Regions from separate parts of the Triticum aestivum genome. Here region 1 is linked to region 2. Evidence: chromatin contacts called from public Hi-C data. All regions are on one chromosome and are shown on one strand. Each heading gives the region's core, a stretch centred on a gene start, on an enhancer-like site or on the middle of the called end of the contact. The rest is flanking DNA. Distances are from core to core; before and after follow the strand shown. Region 1 holds the start of LOC123097572 (cytochrome P450 714B3). Region 2 holds the start of LOC123097571.

Evidence for each region. A called contact is a pair of places that touch in the nucleus more often than the background predicts.
Region 1: a Hi-C map of leaf shows a contact between it and region 2, with 3 times the contacts expected there. The contact joins the promoter of LOC123097572 here to the promoter of LOC123097571 in region 2. A contact is called at or near these places in 2 of 5 Hi-C or Micro-C datasets (both in leaf).

What each region holds. Positions count from the first base shown.
Region 1 is chr4D:302,217,416-302,220,115 of IWGSC CS RefSeq v2.1, forward strand. LOC123097572 (cytochrome P450 714B3) reads left to right here and starts at 1,433. Exons shown (of 4, transcript XM_044519343.1): 1 at 1,433-1,927. The coding sequence starts at 1,636.
Region 2 is chr4D:302,078,157-302,080,856 of IWGSC CS RefSeq v2.1, forward strand. LOC123097571 reads left to right here and starts at 1,401. Exons shown (of 4, transcript XM_044519342.1): 1 at 1,401-1,476; 2 at 1,864-1,958; 3 at 2,473-2,560; 4 at 2,642-2,700. The coding sequence starts at 1,416. All of the region lies in intron 1 of LOC123096914 (protein PIN-LIKES 6), which reads right to left.

The DNA.
Region 1 (2,700 bases), core at 183-2,682, 140 kb after region 2:
GGTCCTCCAGCGCCACCACCGGGGACGGCGGAGGGATGTCCGCATCAATCTGGATGAGCTTCGCGTCGAAAAGCGAAGCGAGCCACGCTAGTGCGCTACTCTTCCTTTATGAGCGAGACTCTATCCAAAACTACTGGTCTAAGGACTCTGCGAGTGAACTGAGCGAGCGGCACCACGGCGGGCAGTGTCGTGCTTGATGGTGAACCAGACTTCCCAGTTGAGGGAGTCTGCGCGAACGCCGGGTTACGGCGCTGCTCCCGCGTCAGGAAGGCGCGCCGCTTGCGCACCTCCTCCGAGTGCGCGCGAGCTGACAGCGGCATCGCCGGCACCGGGATGCAGTGGGTGTCGAGGTGCCAGCCGTGGTGGAGGTTCATGTCCGGCCATGGCAGCGTGGCGCGGTACTCCCAGCGGTAGCGCGCGCGGTGCATTGGGATGTTCAAGCGGTTCGGCGGCCGACGCTCCCTCCCGCCGCTGGCACCAGCACCCACCTTGCCACCAGTGGGCGTGAGGAGGAGCCCTCCTCCACCTTGGGCTTGCCCTTCCCTTTGCCGCCGAAGAAGCCCATGGCTCGGGCTAAGGTTTCCTGTCCTCAACGTGATGGCGAGTGTGACTAGATTTGCTGTGGACGGGGAAGTAGCCCCCCCCCCCCCCCCACACACACACACACGTGTGCGCTTGCTATTTTAAAAGAAGTGGACTTCCGGACGCTTCCACTGGTTGTCACAGGGGTCCGAGCTGGTAGGTGGGCATTTAGTAGGACCGCGGTGGTTGTTGGACGGCTGACACACGGACCTGAGGCGGACACTGAGCAGACGTGCGGCGCGTCCGTCTCGTGTCGGCGTGGACGCAAATTTAGACTAAAATGCGCCCAGGCGAACGACGAGCGGACGAATTTTGGGTTTGCGTCGACATGTTGAGCCGTCGTTTTCATCCATTTGATCCAAATGGATACACGCGGATCAAATGCGTCAGCGCGTTAGAGTTGCCCTAACAGAGGAAGTGGGGTGCCGTGCAACAACAAGTCCACCATTCCACCGGGAGGAGAGGTGGGTGGAGTCACGCATCAGAATTATTTTTTGCCGACTTTGGTGGATAAGATTGAACGAGACGGCGAGATTTGAGAGCTGCTGTCTCCTAGCTAGCTCAGGTGGTAGCTCAGACTGTTTCATGAAATGAGGCCGCAGGCATGCCTGAATAGTGAATATGAACCTTTTGATTCGTCGCCGCAGATCAAAAGAGATACTAGATCGCCTTCCCTTCCCGCAACAAAAAGAAAGAAGGGGAATATTATATATTGTACTGTAAAAAGAAAAGAAAAGAGAAGAAAAGAGAAGGCTGGATAGACACGCAATACACACTTTGGATATTACTACCCCCTGGCCCTGCCAGGGCCCGGCCCACACTCACTGCCGGTGATGGATTTCTTTTCGGGGGAGCCATTCTATGCCAAACTTGGCGTTTGGACTCTACCACCTTTCCCCACTTGTTTCCCGTCCCCCATATAACACAGTGAAGTACCACCTCCACCTAGCTAGCTAGCTTCTTCATCTTTACCCCCACACGCTCTGACACTCCTCACATAGAGAGAAGTGCGTACAGAGATCAAGCTGTGTAGAGAGAGAGAGTGAGAGAGAGATGATGGAGGTGGGCATGGCGATGAAGGTGGTGCTAAGCCTATGCTGCGTGGGGGCGTGCTCCCTCGCGATCTACCTCTACTACACCGTCTGGGTGGTGCCGCAGAGGCTCCTTGCCGGGTTCAGGAGGCAGGGCATCGGAGGCCCGCGCCCGTCTTTCCCTTACGGCAACATCGCCGACATGAGGGAGGCGGTCGCCGCCGCAAAGTCGGCTCCCCGAGCCGGCGGCCGCATCGTCCACGACTACCGCCCAGCCGTGCTGCCCTTCTACGATAAATGGAGGAAAGAGCATGGTATATATGTGTCTCCGGCCATCAGCTTATATTTTTGCTTTATTCATCCTTTTGAAGCATCTTCTTCCTGTTGCATACATACATATTTAGCTTACTAATTTTTCAGTCTAGTTCTTTTCCCTGAAAAACAAAGTCATCTTCATATTTCTCACCCCTCATGCCCCCCATCTGGCATCGGCCACCAAATAGTTTGCAGCGTTGCTCCCAAAGAAGAGAGGGAGCTTATCTAATTGTTTTTTGTTGTTGTTGTTGAGGGAAGGAGCTTAGTAGTAAGCACTAACAGAGCCCAAAGATGCTTGATTGTTTATATTAGCACATACATATTTAGCCGAATGATTGATTCATTCTAGTGTTGGACACTAAGCTGGTGTACTCCATATAGCAACAAACATAGGTTGGCCATTTTAAAATTCTGGCATCATCAAGTGCAATCTCTCTCAGGACCCGACAATGATGAGGTTCCAGCTGAGCAGTAGGAGTATTAAATAAATAAATGGTTTCCTTAAATAAATCAACCTGTCAATCCGTATTTGTGATGTGGATCTTAAGTGAATTCTAGAAGTTGCAACGTCGACAGGTCGACTAAACTTGTGGTGGTCTCGTGCTGCTGAATTTCAGAATTTGGCCTTTCCTGTTGCTGCATGACACTGTTGGATAGCAAGGATGCATGTATATTACTAATATTATTAGGTGAGCTAGGCGCCATCAGCTTGCAAGATTTAACTGATCTCTCGGACCCACCCTACTAAAACTGAACGACCTTGCTATAGGTA
Region 2 (2,700 bases), core at 151-2,650:
TTGGTTGGTTTATTAGCCATTTGATTTTTTTGTGCATTTCACGTTTGCTACTAACAAATATTCAAAAACAAATAGTGTTCCTGTCAACTAATTTTGGATCTTATTTGTTGTAGATCCTCTGTTCTTGTTCTCTGTGCGCCGGATCTGTTGCTGCGGCCCTCGATCTGTACGTGTTTTTCCCTGACCGTCCCAGTCGTGGTTGCCTGGAGCTCATGCTTGATTTGCTCTTTTTCCCTTGCAGGTTCGTCCACTGCGGGTGCTCGTGCTTCTGGTCGATTCGTACTACTACGTCGGTCATCGTTCTGCAGGTCGATCCCTTTTCTTCTTCTCTTCTCAGTTCTCCAACCATTTGCTTGCTTGCGCTCTTGTTGGTAGAGGCCTGGCATCAAGGAGTATATTACTGTTTGCTTGTATTTTTGTTCTTGCTCAGCTGGATCGACTATGAGATGGAATCATGGTTTTTTGTCACTTCTATGGATTCTGGTGGGGCCTATTTTTCTTTTTGTGTGTTTCTTCTATGCCCTACAAGTGAGCTGTTGATTTGCTTGTTGGCGCTGCTCACATCATGTGGGGGAGATTTTCAGGTCTAGCTGGTTTCAAAGAAGCGGTCCTTCTTTGTCTTTGTTGTTTTCCTGGTACTTTGCTGTCAAAGTGATACTTTCATATAGCTACATTTCAAAGAGTACATCTTGGTTGCTTTGCTTGGTTTGATGGTCGTGTCCTGTCCTATACGTCTTGCTGTAAAGCCTTGGATCTACCTGTATCTATTTATCCAAGAGCACAAGCAAATCATTTTCGGTCATGCGTGCTTCCAGAGAAGGGGTTTCTCTTTCTCTTTTTTTTTAATCTTGTTGGCGCTTTACTGTCAAGCAGAGTCCTGGATCTAGCTACTTTTTGGCAAAGTGCATCTTTGTTTTCTTGCTTGATTTGTTGGCTGCCTCACTTTTTCTTTCTCAGGCAAAATATAATAGCCAAAAGAAAATAAAAGATGTACAACATGAACAAATCTAAACCGTGGCTAGCCAAAAACAAATTGTTAGAAATGGGGTTGTTAGAGGTGGCTTGACATTTTAAAATGACAAATTAAAATGATTGTTTTCCTTATTTTGAAGTGGTAGTAAATAGCAACTACCTGGCAAGACTCAACTAAGGCTAAGTGCTTCAAAGGCTTATTGTATTGCTACATGTTTCTGTTTCTTATCCACTCACCCATTGTAGTGCAAGTTTGTGTTCTTGGATTTCTTTCCCTCCATTTCTTTTTTTGGTGAGCGGGTGAGCTAATTGGGCTACTTTCCTCTAGGTCTGTTGCAGCAATTGAATGCTTCAAAGGATTTTAGTGGAGTTCATTGTAGTTGGGTCGCGAATCTCCAACTTGCTTCCATGTCTTTTCTCACTGGAGACACCTCCCGTCGGCGATGGCGATGACCGCTACCCTGCTCCTCTCCCAACAAAGTCAGGTCTACCTCTCCTGTGAAGGTAATGCCATCTTTGTCTCTTCCTTCAGTTTTCCTCTATTTTTTGTTACATGACTTTGTGGTGCTTAGTGTATGTATCATCTCCTCCTGTCAATTGCTTGAACAACTCTGCTACATGTGATTGCATTAGCAAACTCCATTTTTTTGTATGTAGAAAAACAAAGGAAACTCTATTTTTGTGTAAATACAAACAAATGAAACTCCATTTTTTGTGTAATTACAAACTAGAGAATTTTAGATGGCGAAGACTGCTACCCTGATCCTAAGAATCTACTGACATTTCACCAAATCCTGTTATACTTTTTTTATCAGCAGCAGATACTTGTTTAATTTGTCTTTAGAATTCCATGTAATGACCATACTGATCCTTCTATTTTAGATGTAGCAGAACACATGTTCGTAATTGATACACCTAGGCTCAGCTTCTCTATTGGTATGAAGGCGTGGAGCGTGATTCTCTTGTTTTCAACTCGAGGCGATCAGGTAGGCCCATATAGACACAGTAAAAGGCCTATTTCTTTGTTCCATGCCTTACAAAAAACAAGCAAGGCTGGCATAATATTTCTGGTTCCCTTCTATTGTGTGTCAAACAATACCTTGCGGCGCAAGAGGAGGCGTATTCTACCACGAAACTCTGGGCAACAAAAACTTCACCAAGAAAAGGCTTTCACTATTAGCCCTATATGTTAGATCCAAATGCCATTCTATAGCACTAATCTTTATGCCATTCTCTGTTAGATCAAAATGTTTCTCTGTTAGGCCCGTTTCTCTGTTATGTTAGATCAAAATCTTGCTTTGTATGAAAAAAATGGCATTCTCTGTTAGCCCTATATGTGGTTTGCTTGCTCAATATCGATCTCATTACCGCTTTGTTTGCTTCTGCTACTATATAGCACTAATCTTTATGCCATACTGCTCTTAATCAAGCTAAATGCTTCTGCTTTGTGCTCAACTCCTATTGCTATTAATCAGGATAAATGCTTCTGCTTTATCATAGGCCAGTAAACATGCTAAGCTTGCCTGGCTGGCACACACGCTTAGGCACAACAATCGGCCCCGGCACCGCGCGCCAAGGCGCGCTGCAGGTCATTTATATAGCATCTCTTATTTGTATATTATTCACATATAGCATCTCATTTCTTGGTTGATTGCTTATATATATTCAGCTTCTGGCTCTTTTGCTCCCAAGCTGGCCTCGCTTTCCTCGGTGGTCAGCGGGAGAAGC